Regions from separate parts of the Mus musculus genome. Here region 1 is linked to region 2. The links are chromatin contacts, called in public Hi-C maps. All regions are on one chromosome and are shown on one strand. Each heading gives the region's core, a stretch centred on a gene start, on an enhancer-like site or on the middle of the called end of the contact. The rest is flanking DNA. Distances are from core to core; before and after follow the strand shown.

What was found. Hi-C and Micro-C count contacts between places; a contact is called where the count stands out from the background.
Region 1: a contact with region 2 is called in a Hi-C map of muscle stem cells, with 3 times the contacts expected there. The contact joins two enhancer-like sites. A contact is called at or near these places in 1 of 15 datasets of contacts at CTCF or cohesin (the NIH/3T3 cell line), 13 of 484 Hi-C or Micro-C datasets (the C3H10T1/2 cell line, the HL-1 cell line, adipose-derived mesenchymal stem cells and 9 more), 5 of 115 datasets of contacts at active chromatin or transcription factors (embryonic stem cells, fibro-adipogenic progenitors, heart atrium and 2 more) and 3 of 9 other capture datasets (adipose tissue, liver and pancreatic islet).

What each region holds. Positions count from the first base shown.
Region 1 is chr1:153,221,140-153,226,023 of GRCm38.p6, forward strand. It overlaps Lamc1 (laminin, gamma 1), which reads right to left. Exons shown (of 28, transcript NM_010683.2): 27 at 2,520-2,619; 28 at 1-590. The coding sequence ends at 334. Among named protein-coding and RNA genes, the nearest start is that of Lamc2, 37 kb to the left of the region's middle. Within about 2 kb of position 3,357, at least 41 of the 459 cell types and tissues checked have an H3K27ac peak or open chromatin away from gene starts, as enhancers often do. A contact at or near this core is called in the HL-1 cell line, muscle stem cells, neural progenitor cells and 1 more, where this site is marked.
Region 2 is chr1:153,045,432-153,050,284 of GRCm38.p6, forward strand. The region is part of intron 1 of Nmnat2 (nicotinamide nucleotide adenylyltransferase 2); the gene reads left to right. Among named protein-coding and RNA genes, the nearest start is that of Nmnat2, 93 kb to the left of the region's middle. Within about 2 kb of position 2,865, at least 83 of the 459 cell types and tissues checked have an H3K27ac peak or open chromatin away from gene starts, as enhancers often do. A contact at or near this core is called in the HL-1 cell line, muscle stem cells, neural progenitor cells and 1 more, where this site is marked.

The DNA of each region.
Region 1 (4,884 bases), core at 2,107-4,606, 180 kb after region 2:
GAGAGAGGGGAGGGGGCTGGGTCTGCCCTGGCATTAAAAGGTTCACATGATGTGGGTAGGCCCCTGGAAGATGCCGTGACTTCAGGCAAACAAGGGAAAGTTCCGGTAGGGTGCTGACAGAAGTGGAGGAGAGACTTTATTAGGCAAAACCCTTTGTTCCTGGTTAAAGATGTTTAACTTGCTTCTCTTTAAACTCTGACTTTTCTTGGGTCAAAAGGACAGTGATGGAGAGCAGCAGAGAAGTGGGGGTCTGAAAAGTGTAATCTTTGTGTCAAGGCACCGAGGCCTCACAGGGTCCCCTGTCAGGGACACTGCCTTACAGCCCTCTCGCCACTAGGGCTTCTCGATGGACGGGGTGTTGAAGCAGCCGGTTGGTAGGGTCTTCTTGATGTCCTCCAGGTTGTGAATATCCTTAATGATCTCTGCTATGTCCCGGTTATAGTCCATGATGGCTGCCTCCTGCTTCCGAGCCTCGCTCTCCAGGTCAGACACCTTCCTGTCCAGGTCGCTGGCCTTCATTTCGTCTTTGGCTTTGTTCAGGGAGCCTTCGATCTCATTGAGCTTGTTCAGGTCCACTGTGTCCAGCTGTCCTGTAGACAGGAAGTGGACAGAGGAGAAGTAGCGTGTATCATTAATACTAGGACAGATTTCTTTTTTGACAAAGCTTTGTTCACACAATATTTTAATTTGATATTTATTACTTATCACTATGCACATGTGTGTACATGCGTGTCTGCATGAATGCCATAGCATGTGTGTGGATGTCAGAGGACAACTTGCAGGACTTGGTTCTCTTTCCACTATGAGGTTTCCAGGGATTGAACTCGGGTTGTCCAACTTGGCAGCTAGTGCTTTTATCCACTGAGCCATCTCTCTAGCCCTCGGAGGATGTGTTTCTAAATGTATAAGCACCATGTCTTAGACCTCGCTTATGCTGAAGAAGGTGACTTGGTAAGACTCAATCCTCTGCAGGTTTCTATGTGTAATCTAGGTGTAATCTGTGGTCCATTTCAGTATCGTCAAAGAATGCCAAAGTCTCTAAGATAGAAGCATACATCCTCAACTCCTGGGATTCAAATGGGGCCGTTTGGGGGTCACTTTCTGCTTGTAGGCGTTACACACCACTAGCAACCTTTTGATGAAAAACGACCAAGGTTAAAATGCCGAGATCTGTAAGCAAAGCTTTGCTCTAAATATATCAAGAAAAAAATAATAGTTTCTTTTGGAAGAAGATGCTCTATAGAAAATAAAATCATACAGAAAGACAAGCAGTTTCCTGAGCCCAGTCTACCTCACCAACTCTCAGATGGTGTCTTAGTCAGGGTTTCTATTCTTGCACAAACATCATGACCAAGAAGCAAGCTGGGGAGGAAAGGGTTTATTCAGCTTACACTTTCATGTTGCTGTTCATCACCAAAGGAAGTCAAGACTGGAACTGAAGCAGGTCAGGAAGCAGAAACTGATGCAGAGGCCATGGAGGGATGTTCTTTACTGGCTTGCTTTCCCTGGCTTGCTCAGCCTGCTCTCTTATACAGCCAAGACTACCAGCCCAGGGATGATACCACCCACAAGGGCCCTCCTCCCTTGATCACTAATTGAGAAAATGTCTTACAGCTGGATCTCATGGAGGCATTTCCTCAACTGAAGCTCCTTTCTCTGTGATAACTCCAGCCTGTGTCAAGTTGACACAAAACCAGCAAGTACAGACGGTCAAGAATTATTTGCATGCATTTATACAACCTAACGGATAAAGAAGGTGTAAAGCCCCTGCTTTAGCTTGCTTTCATTCTAGGCACATAATTTATTATTATTGGTCTCTGAGACAGATAAAATATTATCTCTCTTCCCTTTAAGAAAAAAAAAAACATAAAAGAATCCATCCCCAGTCTTTGGTGGCTATATGACTCTCTCGTAATGGAGGTCCTAAGAAAGCTCAGTTCTCTACCACACTGGGTTAAATTGAGAGCTCAGCGCTTATATGTCCCTGAAACAAGATAAGACAAAACAAAGCTTTTCTCTTGTTTGGTGTGAAAGTTTTCACTTCATCAAATTGTTCTTTGGTTGGCAAGTGGAGAGAATTCTGAGCTCTGAAGTGCAGTCAGGTTCAAGTATTATTTTATTCTCCCACTGAGCCTTTCTCTTCAAATCCCTTAAAGACGCTCCACCAGCAGGCAGAACTAAGAGGAAATGGCTGTTTAACTGTAGGCTGGACCTTGGCCATAGTGGCATCCCTAGCTGGCAGCTCATCTCAGCCCCAGGGAAGGCACCTAAGTACTTGAACTTAATAGAGTCCCATTCGCCTTCACTCTAGAATCGACAGCCTATCAGTGTCGCGCCGATGCAAGCTGCCCTTACAAGGTTCTGCCAAGCAAGACACTGTGTACAAGGTGTCTTTAAATAAGCAAGAGCTAAACAAAACATTAATATGAATGCCTTAATGATGCTTTTAGAGAATGTGACTCTGCATCAGTGGACTCAGCCCTGCAAGCGGTGGCTGCAGCAACCCTTCTGTTACTTACCTAGCTGATCCAAGAGGTTGTTCAGCTGGCTGAGGAGGCTGCTGACAGAGTTTTTGGCCTTTCTGGCATTGAGCTCAGCCTCCTGAGCAGCCTGCGAAGCCTGTAGTGGAAGAGGATAAACAGCATGAATACTTCGGACTTTGTGTTTTCTTCTTCTCTAAATATTTTCCTCCAGTGCACCAGCAGGTCTATTTTCAGATGTGTTTCCCTTGAATCAGAGTCGCTCTCACTGCAGGGTTTTTGGGGGTGGTATCTTCAGGTGGAGGATGTTATTTCTACTGCATAGTACAGTATATGCTTTTTGTTGTTGTTTTGGTTTTTTGGTTTTGTTTTGTTCTTTAAGACAGAGTTACTATGTAACCTAAGCTGGTTTCAAATGCAAGGTCCTCCTGTCTCAACCTTCGGAGTGCTGGGACTGTACTACTGTGCCTGGGTACCCCTAATGATGTATGCAGTCAGAAAACCAATACTATCCCATTTTCTCCCTTCCCCTCACTTGAGAACACTTTGGGGCAAACACATGATAAAATGGATTAAGTAGAAACAGGTTATTTTGTTTTAAGTTCGAGTTGAATGTAGGAATTATTATTCTAGAATGTGGATATTCTCAGGGCCCTCATTATTAGAGATGTTCTATTCTTGGAGAGAATAAAAGCGAGGCTTTTCTGAAAATTCTCTGTCAACTTATAAAAACACCCACACCCACACACGCACACACACACCCACACACATACACACACAACAATGGATATTTTCAAAGCCAACCAAAGGTAAACATACTTGGGAACGTTCCATGAAACCTGAACAAACACACAGAGCGTGAGTCACAGGATGCAGTGGAGGAAAAGGAAACATCCCTGTATCAGAAAGCAGATGCTCTCCCGACAAACCCAAAGCAGGACAGAAAGGAGTGGCTCTGCACTCCCAGTCACTAATTATTTTTCCTAGTTTTGGGGTCAGGACAAAGCAAACATTTGGGGATCAAAACATTGTGGGAATTTTAAAAACAGAAAAAAAAATTTTAAATTCAGTTCCAATTGCAGCTGTTCTCGGAGCCCATACAGGCTTCCTGCGAGTTTCTGGGACTGGGACACACGGCTGGAGCCCATACAGGCTTCCTGCGAGTTTCTGGGACTGGGACACAGAGCTGGGCTGTGTTTAACCTGTGGCCTTTGGTATCTTCCAGAAAGAATCACAACCTGTCTGGTTGAAGAAAATGTTACACTCAGGTAAAACTAGCTGAATGGTGGCCTTTCAAAACTGATAGAGTTACAAAAGAGTACAGAGAAGGATGGCTTGCTGCTCTCAAAAAGATATGGACCAAAAATAACGAAAGAAAAACTTAGTTTTCCCTCTTTGAAGTAAACCCAGATCCCTTTTTGGAACTGGCAAATCTGTATCCTTCGCTGTTTTCAGTGCTTTAAATACAATGCTCCCGTCAGAGTGCACCCACAGGGCTGGCAAGATGGCTGACTGGGAAAGAGGACTCACCACTAGGCTTGACGACCTGAGATCGCATGCTAACATCCACATGGTGGATGGAAAGAACCAACTCCCACTAGTTGTCCCGAGACCTCCACATGTGCCTTATGGCACGCATGCATCAAAAACACATGAAATAAATAAGTAATTTTAAAAATGAAGTACAGAGAAAAAAGAGAAAGACTAACGATTGCTTCATGGTCCTTTTCATTTGAGCCTCGCTTTGCATAAAAAAAAATCACAGAACAATCCAACACAAAGTTTAAAATCTCAGCTCTTTAACTAGGTGTGGTGGTGCACACCTTTAATCCCAGCATTTGGGAAGCTGAGACAGGAGGATTTCTATGAGTTCAAAGCCATCATAGTGCACACAGAGAGCTCCAGGTCAGTCAAAGCTACATAGTAAAACCACCCCGTCTCAAACAAACAAACAAACAAACAAACAAACAAAAACAAACAAATAAATAAGCCTCCAAATGCAGCTGCCTGTACAGCTGTGTACAGAACTGGCATCATTCCCACAGGCCTTGCACTTTGTCCCAAAGTAAACCCAGCTCGAGGCCCTGTGTTGGGGGCTTGGGAAAACTGGGCTTCTTCCTGCCACTGCAAGGGTGTGAGCAAACAGGCTGATATACACTGTCCCTGTGACTGCAACACAGAACAGGACAGGGACAGTCACACTACCACCCCAGGAAGTTCTTCTGAATGCAAAATACAGCACCGAATGAACAGAGCTGACCCTCATTCCCCACTGCCCCGTAGAGTCACAGATTAACTCTTCCACGTGGCGTGAGACGTGCACGTTACCACAGGCTTCCGTGCAGTGCTACAGAGTGCCTCACCAATGTCTTATATAACAAACTGGCTTCTGCCTCTAGTGAGC
Region 2 (4,853 bases), core at 1,615-4,114:
GAACAGAGGCCATCTCACCTTTTGATTGGGGAAACTAGGGAACGGACAGAGAACAAGGGCTCTTCTGGCTGCCCGTCTCCTTCTGTGTAAAACAGAGAGGCTAGAACAGATGGCATCAGATCAGATTCTGTGAGTGTTGGCATAATCCATGGAAAACACAGCTGCCTCCTGACCTAGTGCTGACGTGGCCACGTGCTTAGAGGAACACTGCCAGATATCCCCAAAGTAATGTAGATTTAGTCCCCGCTGAACTCCGGGAAAGAACACTTGGAAGTCACCAGAAACGATATGGAAGTGCTTTGGTCAAGTCCTAACGAAAATGAATGAGGGAAACGAAGGAGAAAAGAAGGAGGGGAGAGAGGGGGGGGAGCGGATAAAGGAAGAAGAGGAGGGCAAAGAAGGAGAGGAGAGGGTGAAGAGGAGAGGGAAGAGAAGAGGAAGAGGGAGGAGAAAGAAGCTAGGTCTCGTGTCTCATGTCTATAGCTGAGGCAGGGTTGCCTCCATTTGGGGTAAGCCAGGGCTATAGAGAAACAAAATAATGAGTGAAAGAAAAAAAAAAGAAAGAGGAAGAGAGAGAGAGAAGGAAGGGAGGGGTTATGACAAAGGAACTCTCATGAATATATGTGTGGTAACAAGAAATACAGATTGCTAAAGCCATAACCTTCCAAAAGAATACATTTACAAGAACATCCATCTAGGGTCCCTCTCTTCAACCCCAGGCTCACGACATCCTTGTTATTCACCCCTGTAGTGGAGGAGTATTGTTTCAAAGTATCTACTTAAGCCTCCCCATTTCCCCCTTTGAACACTTCCCCTGCCTGGCCCTCAAGTAACACCTCTTCCCATTGCAGGGTCCACTGTTCCCCGATCATCCTCAGCATCCCTTGCTGTTCAAACTGACAAAACACCAAAGGGATGCTCTGTTCAAACCAGGACACCGCTCAGCCCCTCCCCTCTCCTTCTCCGATACTGTCGCCTCATTCCAACTCCTAAATGCTCCCCCATCTCAGAAGGTTCGTCTCTGTCTTCTCCTGTTTCACTCTTGGAGTCTATTACTTCACCTCCTCTGGTAACTCAGAGAGTTGCTCTCCGAGGACATTAGTGCTGCTATTCTGTGGTCTCTCTTTCTCTCCTTTCTTCCACTCATTTGGCCAGAAGAAATCTATCCCAGCACGCCCATGATGGACAGAGAAGGCAAAGGGAGAAAATGGGGGAAGCCAGCGGGAGGAAGAAGACCACAGGAGCTTCCCAGCGACACAGCTGGGAGGCAGAAAGATGGGGAAACTCCCGCATAGGACCTTCAGGGATTACCTCCCCTCCCAGTCCCATGGGAGTCCCCAACGACTCTTGTCTGATGGGACAAGAATGTTCTGTTGATTCCCCATGTGGAGGACTCCCTTGTAGAATAGTGGGAGCAAAAGGAAAAAAAGACAAATGAAAGAAAAGAGAGATGGAGGGAGGAGGGAAGAGATGGAGGGAGGAGGGGGAGAAAGAGAGCTAGCACTGCTACCTTAGCAGGTGGAAGCAGGAGGCAGACAGGCCCATCCCCAATCCCTCCCCCCTCCCCCCACCCCCCTCTACCCCTGCCTCTGTGCTGGAGGCCCTGCTGAGAGGGGAGGCCTTGCCTGAGATACTCTTAGTGTCCTGCCCTGCTTCTGGTTCTCCTTGTGCCTCTGGAAAATCACCGTGATCCTTGGAGCTGGTAGACACGCGTGTATGCGCCATGTCAGTTCAGCCCGGCAACCGCTGGAGCAGGAGGCATTGCGTTGGAATGATCAGTTTAGAAAGTAAACTCCTCCAGGTTGAGCTTTCATAGAAATCCTAGTGTTCCCTGTGCTTGGTTTCCCACACTGGTGCATAGTAGGTGCTCAATGCTGATGCAATCTAATTGATGCAAGGTGATTTATTTTTTACAGGCAGGCCTCCAGAAGTCCAAAGCCAGGGCCATTTTCCCGTGGAAACAGACCAGACTCTATCTAACCTTGACTTCCAGTTCAGTATACCCACCGTGACAGTCCCAGGAAGGGCAGGGGCGCACACTCCCATATCTCCACAGAGATTGCCTGGCAGCAAGGGCAGTACAGAGGCTGTGTGTAGACTCAGTGTCACCCCTTCTATGGCCTTAGATGCAAGTCCTAAGGGCTGGAGAGATGGCTCCGTGGTTAAAAATGCTTACTGTTCTTGTGGGGGATCCAGTACTGACCTCAGAGGGCTCACACTGCCTTTACCTCCAGTTCCAGAGGATCTGAGCCCTCATTTGGCCACTGTGGTGTCTTATTAAGGTTTCTATTGCTGTGCTGAATACACCATGACCAAAATCCAAGTTGAGGAGGAAAGGGTTTATTTCGCTTACACTTTCATATCACTGTTTGTCATTGAAGGAAATCAGGACAGGAACTCAATCAAGGCAGGAACTGATGCAGCGGCCATTGAGGGGTGCTGCTTAGTGGCTTGCTCCCCATGACTTGCTCAGCCTGCTGGCTTATCGAACCCAGGACCACCAGCCCAGGGATTGCCCCACACCCAACTGGCTGGGTCTGCCTCCATCGATCACTAATCAAGAGAATGCCCTACAGCCGGATCCTATAGAGGCATTTTCTCAGTTGAGGTTTCCCTCCTTTCAGATATCTCGCTGTGTCAAGCTATCATAAAACTGCACAGCACAATGGGTACCTGCACTTACATACACAACACTCACCCCGGCCCCACACAGACGTACAGATACGATCTTCTGTTTGTTTTTGTTGTCTGAGACACCACACCCTCTGCTGGGCGTCTATCAAGGGAAAGAATAGATGGAGGCCAGTAACTGGGTTTCTTTGGTGTGTGTCTCACCAGGGCACAGCAGATGGAGCCCGTGGCCTCCGGCTCACTCCAGGCAGGAAGGATGCTGGGCTTTTCCCAAGGAGAGGGGGTTGTGTAATGATCCCACTGCCTTGGCCTCCCTGACCCCGCCTTTGGCTTCCAGAGACTCCGTGCCCTCAGAAATTCCGCCCACTGCTCTCTTTAGGGGATTTCCTTTCTCAGGGAGAACAAAATGACCTCTTTTGGTTTTTCAAAAACTGCCTGGGAACGAGTTTCCCAGAGCTGACCTAACTCTCGGCAGACGACTCAAATGGAGTCCTTTCTTGTGAGCCTTGCCTCTGCGGCCCTGGTCTCCACTCCCACCCACAGAGGCCAAGTCTCTCCTCTAACCTGGGTGTTTCTCCTTCAGACATGACTGAGGTCTGCCAACAAGAGAGAGTGTCAGGCTGGACGCCCAGAGGGGCTAGATAGCTAGGCCACAGAACCACTAGTTACCTTAAGGCCCAGGGAACAATGGCTGGCACATTAAATTCTTGTTGTTATTAGTCCGGTTCCAGTGAATGATGGCATGAGCCGTACATGTATATGTATAGGGGTGTGTGTGTGTGTGTGTGTGTGTGTGTGTGTGTGTGTATGTACAGATATGTGTATATGCAAGTGCCTGAGATCTGGTGTCTTCTCAGTGGATTTCATGTGTGTATGTGTATGAATATATATGTGTATGTGTAAATAAATATATATTTATATATAATTTAAACATATAAAATATATACATAAATTTATATAAACATATCAATGCATAAATTTATATAAATACATAATTGTTTGTTTAAATTTATATAAATATTTATATAAATATAGGTAAATATATAAAGATATATATTTCTTTTTTCTTTTCTTTTTTTTTTTTTTTAAAGATGAGGTCTCTCACTGAACCTGGAACGAGCTCCAGGTATCCTCCTGGTTCTTTCTCTAGCCACTGCAGTCTCTTGTCTCTGAGCCTTCTCTTATCTTTTAATAAAGAAAGAGGAAAACAGAGTCAACTTTCCTCGGTTTCTTCACTTCCCAAGGCTTGCACAAAGCTGGGTATGATGGTCTATGTCTATAATCCCCAGTACTTGGAAGCAAGAAGATTAGGAGCTAAGCTACATAGCAAGTTTGAGGCCAAAAAAAAAAAAAAAAAAAAAAAAAAAAAGTATGTGTTTTTCAGGGAAGACTTAGCATACAAGTCTACTTGTGGTTACTGTTGGGCTCCTACTCAGCAGGAATTAAAGGCTGGGGCACAGAGACGGGCACTGCACACGTGCCAAATCTGAGTTCCAAGAGAATTGGCTACTTTGGATTTCCAGCAGATCTTGAAGGATGTGTGAGAAATTGCTTGGTTTAATCAGTGTTTGCTTAGTGTCAAACCTATCTGAAATGTCCTGATAAGGGCTTGGGGGTGGGCTTTGTTTGGGGTGCATAAGGCAATAAACTGGAGGAGGTGCAGTTCCTGCCCTTCAGAAAACTGGCAGTACCCCACACCCCTGGACAGTCTTTCACACACCCATGCCTGGCCAGCTCTGAGGCCTGGGGGATGCCTGGTGCTGCATCAGCCTTTGGAAGCAACCTGGGGGTGTTGTTCAGCTCAGCCTATGATCTGATCTCCATAGACAGGAAAGAGATTGTGAGGGGACGGGGAAGGAGAGCAGGCATGCATGCAGACACACATGCCTATGTGTGGTATGTGGGGTGAATCTGCTCCCTTTTCAAGCTGAGAGGTCTAGAGTGGAGGAAGAGGCCAACCCTCTCCTCTTGCTCACAACACACAGAGCAACCACTGATCTCAGTAGGGAGTCGCAGCCACAGTAATGCCCCCCCCCCCCAGTGACACAGACACTTGGCTTGCCACCCACGCCCTCTTCATCGTTCACATGACTCCTGTGACCTCTGCCAAAATGAATACCAGATTCCAGGAAAGAAAGCTCCTGGGAACCCGAACCTGTGGAGTTGGAGGGGAGTCCAGTGATGTCACTACCGCTGCTACATGCACATCAGAAGCGTCCCAA